2 separate regions of the Zea mays genome follow, and region 1 is linked to region 2. A link is a contact called in public Hi-C data. All regions are on one chromosome and are shown on one strand. Each heading gives the region's core, a stretch centred on a gene start, on an enhancer-like site or on the middle of the called end of the contact. The rest is flanking DNA. Distances are from core to core; before and after follow the strand shown.

Region 1 (4,174 bases), core at 501-3,000, 42 kb after region 2:
TAACAATGTTGGATCGATTGTATGGCTGGTTTCGCTAAGGGTTGGTCTGCCTCCAAAAGTTGGCAAGCCTTCTAGAGCGTATAAAGAGATTCGTCCGATCTACCATGGAATGGGCCAATGCTCTAACATTACCACTTACCCCAAGCTAGATGTTACTAGAGTCCGGGAAGTCTCTCTACCAACTACTGGGACAAAAGGTTGGATGAACTTATTGAGGAGAACAAGTCAGATGCAGCCGAGATAATTGAAGACATCAAGATTTCCATATAATGTGTAATAGGTGATAGAAACCTGAAAACACTTTCAAAAGACGCATGAAATATAGAACTTTATTTTATATTGTAGTGTTAATTACCGTTTATTAACATTTTTAACAAACGACTTCACTAGTTTTTATACCTATCAGGTAAGACTTGTCGATGCTCTTGATAGCCAAGTCTTCTTGTGGGCCGAGTTACATACACTTAGGCTTTGTGACATTCTGTAATCAGTAGTACAATAGATAGCCTTTGACTGCTTTTAGTTATCCACTGCCCATAGATGGTACTTTTCCGATAGAATGGCTGAGTCCTAGGACTTAATAAAGTTGGTGCCCATGGTGAGTTTTGTTGTCAAGGGACGAGTTTCAGGAACTCGGTAATACGGTGCCAATGGATGGGTCTTTCTGTTAGAGAACCAAGTTTTGAGAACTCAATAATCTGGTGCCCACGGGATGCTCTTTCAATGACAGCAAAGTCGTGTAGGTGATATTGTCGCCCTCCTAGGAGGGACCTTAGTTAATATACATGCGGTGTCCAAGAACCTTTTTTAGCGAGGGTGACCAAATCCCCTCAATGCCCTTAGAGTGACTACTAGGTGGGATGAAGTAAGGGCTGTGAATTTTCATTTGGACTTGTTTTGCAGGAGCAATAGCAGAGCCGTAGAGGTGATACTGTGTCATTCCCTTGAGGGGCTCAAATCTGACTGGGTCAAATCATCTAGGTATTTATGACAGTAGGGACAACACCTAGTACCCTTGTAGTGATGATCGAGTGAGACAAAGTTGGGGTTCAGGCCAGTTTTATCCTTTAAGAAATATTTGAGAGCAAAAATAACGCAGAGATGTAATTTTTGTAGCAACTCCATACAAATGTATTGATACATGATGCTAGCCCCAAACATCTTGGTCGTGAAACAATGGCCGAGTTGTTTGAGATGAACCTATTACAAAAATGGAGAAGTTACACATAAAATCAACATAGTTGGTCAACGTTCTAGTCAGAAGCGGATCCAAACAGTTGAGTTTGGGTATTCAAAAATGCATAACCCTAAAGAAACTAGTGCTCCAACCTTTTTTGTGTCATGCATTATTGAATAAAATATCATAGATCAGTAAAATCATGTGTATTCAAAAGCATACCCATGATACCCTCTAGGACTACCCCTGGTTCTAGGAGTTTGCAATAATCGTGTCATCTTCTTGTTGGAGTCAATAAGCACTTGGCCGAAGTACTTCAGAGACAATGAAAGGACCCTCCTAGAGAGGTGATAACTTGTGCTTGAACCTCATGCTCTAGATCTTGCGCAGCACCAGATCACCCACAACAAAACTTCTATCTCAGACATGTCTTGTATGGTATCTCATAACCTATTGGTATTTGGGTGACTACATAGTTGTTGAGTCCCTGGCTTCTTCAAGTATCTTAAGGTTGGTGACTCAGCCTTCTCGAGATCTAGCTTCTATGAAATTTAGAATTCAGAGGGATTGGTGTTCTATCTCGGAGGGGAGCATAACTTTAGATCCATACACCTGGAAGAAAGGGGTATGTCCTATGGTAGAACTCAGCGATGTCTAAAGCCCCCAAAGAATAGTGGGTAATTGTTGCAGCTATCTTCGGATGGACGGATGTAATCAATCAAAAAGTCTTAGGTTGAGATCTTTAAGGATGAGGCCATTAGCCCTTTTCATCTGATCAGTTCTTTGAGAGTGTGCAACCGAGGCAAAATGCATAATAATTCCACATTCGGTGCAAAAATTCATGAACTTTTTAGAAAGTGAACTGGCTTCCATTATCAGTTATGGTGGTTCTCGGCACACCGAACTGATTGAAGATCTCTTTCGTGAATTCCACTACTTTGGTTGATAAGATCTTGGCTACAAGCTTAGCCTCGACCCACTTTGTCAACTTATCAACGATCACAAAGAGATACGTGACTTCGCCCTTCACCGGTTTGAATGATCCAATAATGTCTAGGCACCAAGTGGAGAATTGATAGGTGATAGGGATAGTCTAAAGTTGTGTAGCTAGCATATGAGCCTGGTGTGAAAAACATTAGCACCCCTTGCATGTGCGTACGAGTTGTTTGGCGTCAGTTACTATTGTTGATCAGAAAAACCTGCTGATAAGCTTTCGCCACTAACGTTTTGGTGTAAGCCTTAGCTTTTTATTGAATCTGAGTCACCTAGGACTTATTTGTGGGGAGGACTCTATCCATTAGATATTTGATGAAGGGAGCCCACCAAACTGACTTTATAGACATCACCTCGGCTAGCAGATCATCATGAGATTCTAGATCTTCAAATCTGGATAACTTGGCTGGAGTAACTCTGTATTATTCTAAATAGTTGGGGCATGCAAGATTTCCACGAAGACCTCTAGGGGTACAAGGGACCTTGAGCAGCCTAACTTTTCCGGGATTTCAACTTCTTCATTCTTTGCTCATAGAACATATGAGAATTCAATCCCATCGAATTTATCTTTGAGGTTCTGAATCTCCTGGCAATAATTCATCATTCAATCCACATTGAAAGTTCAATCTTTGTTGACTTGGTTAATTACTAGCAACGAGTCACCTAGAACTCGGACCCATCGAATGCCCAGAGTGATAGCAATTCTTAAGCTGAGCAACATGGCCTCATACTGAGCAATATTATTGGTTGTAGGAAAGTGTATTTGTAGTATGTACCTGAATTTCTCACCTTTTGGTGAAGTAACAACAACTCACGCTCTTGCTCCACTAAGCTATAAAGGTCCATCAAATTTGACTGTCCAGTGATCAAGGGGCTTCATTTCGATTAGGACGTGTATCTCGGTCAACTTTGCAACAAAATCACTAAGAGTCTTGGCCTTGATCACCATACGAGGTTTGAATATAATGTCATATACTCCTAGCTCAATAGCACACTTGGCAACTCAGGCTGTAACATATTTCTTGTGCAGTACTTCTACTAAAGTTAAATATGTATGTACTTCTATTTGATGTGTTTGGAAATAATGTACTAACTTGCAAGAAGTAATGATTAATGTATAGGTTATTTTCATGATATGAAAATATCGGAGCTTGGACTCATTTAGTACCTCTGAGATGAATTAGATCAGGAACTGCACCGGTTGGATGCTGTTGGGAGTCTGCCTCCATCATCAAGGTTGTGATGACAACATGGGTTCTAGCTGAGATATATAACTACATATTTTCCTAGATCTAGGAGCGACCAGCATTGAAGGACTCACCAGATATATTTTGTGTTCATCAAAAGCATCCTCAGCTTTAGCAGTCCAAACAAATTGGTACTATTTCTTTAATAGCTTGAAGAAAGACAACACCGAATGCCGAGTCGAGATATGAATCTGCTTAGTGACACCATGCAACTAGTCAACCTCTAGACATCCTAGAGTCGACTCAACGGACCCTTCCTTAGACTTTCTTCAGGTTGGCTTCAATTCCACGGTGTGAAACAAGATATCACAATAATTTCCCAGATGTTACGCCGAAGGAGCATTTCTCTCAATTAATCTTGATGTTGAAATTTTTAGGCTCATGAAGGTCTCTACCAGACCAGAGATCAAATCCTTCCTAGCCCGAGATTTTATGACTACATGAACAACATAGGCTTCTACATATCTATGCAATTAAGATGCCAAACATTTTTGGATTCCCGTCTGGTAGGTAGCCATCGCATTCTTCAACCTAAACAACATAGTTGTATAGCAATACACACCAAATGGGTGATGCACGAAGTCCTAATCTGGTCTTCTTCCTTCAACGGGATTTGATTATATCTAGAATAATATTCTAGCAAGGAGAGTAAATCACAACCAATGGTGAAGTTTACAATTTGATCAATTTGTGACAGGCAAAACAGATCTTTCGGACAAGACTTATTAAGATCGGTATAGTCAACACACATGCACCA
Region 2 (4,256 bases), core at 3-2,502:
GATATGCCGAACTCCCGCATCCTCTGCATCCCAGCGAATGACGCCGGCAAGCTCCCATAGAGCTGGTTAATTGAGAGATCGAGGAAGTCGAGGTTGCTCAGACCGCCGAGCTCCGGCGGCAGAGTGGAGACCAGACTGGCGTTCTTCACGTCGAGTTGTTGCAGCATCTTGAGCTGGCCAAGAACCGGCGGGAGCGCCCCGCCGAGTGGGTTGCTGCCGAGCTCAAGGACCCTCAGCTGCGACATGGACCCGAGGAAGTCGGGAACGCCGCCAGTAAGGTTGTTGCCGCCAAGGTGCAGGTCTCTGAGCCTCGTCAGCCTCGCGAGCGACGCTGGGATCCGGCCGGAGAACGCGTTGGCTGACAGGTTGAGCCACCGCAGGTTCGGCAGCCGCTCCGGAAGCGCGTCCGGGATTGGACCGGAGAAGCCGTTCTGCGATAGGTCGAGGTAGGTGACGTTCCCGCTCCTGAGCACGAACTCCGGGAAGCTGCCGTTGATGTAGTTGACAGAGAGCGAGAGGAACTCCACCGTGGGCATCGGTGAGAACGGGACGCTAGTCAGGTAGTTGGACCCCAGGTCCATCTGGACGATCTTTGGCAGTTTACTCAGCTGGTTCGGGATTGCGCCGGCCAGGTTGTTGTTGAAGAGCCGGAGTTCGACGAGGCCCGAGAGGTCGCCGAGCTGCGGCGGGATGGTGCCGTTGAGCCCGTTGCTGCCCAGGTCGAGCGTGGCCAGAGTGCGCAGTTGCGAGAGCGACGGAGGGATGGCGCCGGCCAGGTTGTTGTCCTTGAGGTCGAGGGAAGTGAGGCTCGGGAACGCGGCCGGGTCGAGCGCATCCAGGCCGCCGGTGAGGCCGAGCCCGCGCAGACGGAGCGACACAACGCGGCCGGCAGCGTCGCAGGCGACCCCACGCCAGGTGGTGCAGATGGATACCTGGGTGGCGTTCGTCCACGTGGATAGCATCGCCGGGTCGCCCAGGCTCGATTTCCACGCCAGCAGGGCCTCAGCCGGCGATGGTGGCGCCGCAGCATTGGCAGAGACGGCAGCGAGGGCAAGGATGGCGAAGAGTAGGGACGCGAGGAGGAAGCGGGCGGGGGCGGATGGCGGCGTCGGCATTGGCAGGGTGTCAGAGCGGAGCGCTGCGTGCCCGTTCGTGCGGGCAGGGGCGGCCGTGCGGGCTGGCGGTGAGCGCGTGGTGGTCACTGGTCAGTGGTCTTGACTCTTTGAGGTCGCGGGCTCGCGGCGCGCGCAGCTGGGTCGCGGTCAATGCCGTGGGTTGACTTGGGATGCGAGCACACGGCTGGGAAGCGGAGTGAACAGGAAAAGGGGCAGCGGCGCACTTCCGCACTTGGATTTGGTTCACACGACGCCGGTTCTAATAATCCCGATTAAAAATGTTCCAATTTTTTTATAAAAACGCTCAAAAGAATGTTTTAGATCGAATATTTATCTAGAAAAATGAGTATACTATTATAAAAGATTAATAGTTTGTTACAAATGACAATAAGAAACGAGATTGCATGGAAACCAATTTGGCTCTATTGACATGAAAGATTTTGATGTCCTAAAATCCACTTGTCGCGGGAAATTATGGGCCTATTTGACACGGCTCCGACTCCTTCAAAAATAACTTTGGCTCTAGCTTCTCTTAAAGAGGAGCTTCGCTATAGAAGCTAGTGCTTTTCTTAGCACGAGACAAAGGCAGTGAGGAGCCACAAAAGCCATTTTTTTGCTCCGTCTTCTCTCTATAAAAATGACTATGTCTCCTCATGGCTCATTGTTGTGAGATCTTTTTTTAGATCGTTTGAGAGGACTCCTACAAGAGACGGAGTCGGAGCCGGTTTGGGAGGCCTCCCAATCTTGTCATGCGACAAAGAAGATAAATAGGTTGAAATTTGACCATCTCGTCTTATTAAAAAATATTTATAATTATTATTAATTTTTATCATGATATCGTTTAGCATATAATATACTTTAAAATAATTTAAGTATGGTTTTAATTTTTAATTTTTTATTTGCAAAAAAAGTTGAATAAGACGAATCGGTCAAACTTGGTAAAAATGTGAGACGAATGAAGTAATTCTCTAGATAGTTATACTAAATTGATTAGATTTTTTAGAGAGCCAACATGTCTAAAAAAACATACTCTATTTTTTCTACTATTTTAAGTTTGACTTAAACCAAATTTAGAATAGTTTTACGGTGGCCATACTTTCTAAAACTTTAAAAATAGATTAATTTGGCTCATTTATGTAGTCTAAATTTTTCATGAGAACAACTAAACTTTAGCTACTTCTTTGGGTCCATATGTTTAGGGCAATAAGAGCATCTCCAACAAGGTGACTTAAAATAGTGCCCCCAAAAATCAAAATACTACATCATTTAAAGTTTTTAGGACACTAAAAACAAATTGCGCTCAAACAATTAAGCTCTAAATCATATATTTTAGGAAGTAAATTATGTTATTAGGAAAGAAAATAATGTAGAAAACAAGGATAGAGCACTACTCTGGGGCGTAGTATATTTAGGTCACTTCATGGTGTGCTCTATATTTTTTAGATAAAATTTTGTAAAATATGACACTGTTGGAGCTTTTTTTTATTTGAGCCCTATATTTTTAAATATGGAACTAATTTAAGACACTCTTGATATGCTTTAAGAGCTAAAATAATTTAAAATTAATATCTAAACTTTAGATTGAGGTGAAGGCATACTTGAAGCAGATGTTCCTTAACATGGGAGATTATACTCATGGATGCATCGTGGTATCTTATTCACTCAATGTGCCTCATCCACTAGAATGTATAACATCTTTGTTTTTGGATACTATCGTTTGCATTACACAACTTTGTAATCCTCTCAACTCAGAGATAGTTGTTGGTGTATAACTGACCACCACAGGAACTATAGTGGATCCCTAAGAATTATGAAGAGTCAGGGCCCAGCCACTTCCCTCGAGCAGTTGGCTGAGAGGGACTCTACAATTCCTCCGTGAAAGTCGCCTAGAGGGGGGGTGAATAGGGCAAAACTGAAATTTACAAACTTAATCACAACTACAAGCCGGGTTAGCGTTAGAAATATAATCGAGTCCGAGAGAGAGGGTGCAAAACAAATCGCAAGCGAATAAAGAGTATGACACGCGGATTTGTTTTACCGAGGTTCGGTTTTCGCAAACCTACTCCCCGTTGAGGTGGTCACAAAGACCGGGTCTCTTTCAACCTTTTCCCTCTCTCAAACGGTCCCTCGGACCGAGTGAGCTTCTTCTTCTCAATCAAACAGGAACAAACTTCCCCGCAAGGACCACCACACAATTGGTGTCTCTTGCCTTGGTTACAATTGAGTTGTTCGCAAGAAAGAATGAAAGAAAGAAGTAATCCAAGCGCAAGAGCTCAAATGAACACAACAAATCTCTCTCACTAATCACTAAAGCTTTGTGTGGAATTAGGAGAGGATTTGATCACTTGGGTGTGTCTAGAATTGAATGCTAGAGCTCTTGTAAGTAGTTGGAAGGTGAAAAACTTGGATGACTTGAATGTGGGGTGGTTGGGGGTATTTATAACCCCAACCACCAAACTAGCCGTTTGGTGAAGGCTGCTGTCGACGGGCGCACCGGACAGTCCGGTGCGCCACCGGACAGTGTCCGGTGCGCCAGCCACGTCACCCGGCCGTTAGGGTTCGACCGTTGGAGCTCTGTCATGTGGGCCCGCCTGGCTGTCCGGTGGCGCACCGGACAAGTCCTGTAGACTGTCCGGTGAGCCACCCGCGCGTGCTCTGCTCCTCTGCGCGCATTTAATGCGTTGCAGCCGACCGTTGCGCGCGAAGTAGTCGTTGCTCCGCTGGCTCACCGGACAGTCCGGTGTGCACCGGACATGTCCGGTGAATTTTAGCTGAGCGGATTCCCGAAGCTGGCGAGTTCAGAGTCGCTCTCCCCTGGAGCAACGGACACTGTCCGGTGGTGCACCGGACAGTCCGGTGAATTATAGCGAAGCGCCTCTGAGAATTCCCGAAGGTGAAGTGTTCAGCTTGGAGTCCCCTGGTATACCGGACAGTCCAGTGCGCCAGACCAGGGCACACTTCGGTTGTCCCTTGCTCTCTTTGTTGAACCCTTTTCTTGGTCTTTTTATTGGCTTTTTGTGAACCTTTGGCACCTGTATAACTTATAGACTAGAGCAAACTAGTTAGTCCAATTATTTGTGTTGGGCAATTCAACCACCAAAATCATTTAGGAAATAGGTGTAAGCCTAATTCCCTTCCAAT

What was found. Hi-C and Micro-C count contacts between places; a contact is called where the count stands out from the background.
Region 1: a Hi-C map of leaf shows a contact between it and region 2, with 6 times the contacts expected there. The contact joins the enhancer-like site here to the promoter of LOC103626181 in region 2. A contact is called at or near these places in 4 of 25 Hi-C or Micro-C datasets (ear, leaf and an unstated tissue).

Annotation. Positions count from the first base shown.
Region 1 is chr5:31,556,656-31,560,829 of Zm-B73-REFERENCE-NAM-5.0, forward strand. No RefSeq gene overlaps it. Among protein-coding and RNA genes, the nearest start is that of TRNAG-GCC, 34 kb to the right of the region's middle. Within about 2 kb of position 1,751, at least 2 of the 20 cell types and tissues checked have an H3K27ac peak or open chromatin away from gene starts, as enhancers often do.
Region 2 is chr5:31,514,873-31,519,128 of Zm-B73-REFERENCE-NAM-5.0, forward strand. It overlaps LOC103626181 (MDIS1-interacting receptor like kinase 2), which reads right to left and starts at 1,253. Exons shown (of 2, transcript XM_008646574.3): 1 at 1-1,253. The coding sequence starts at 1,115.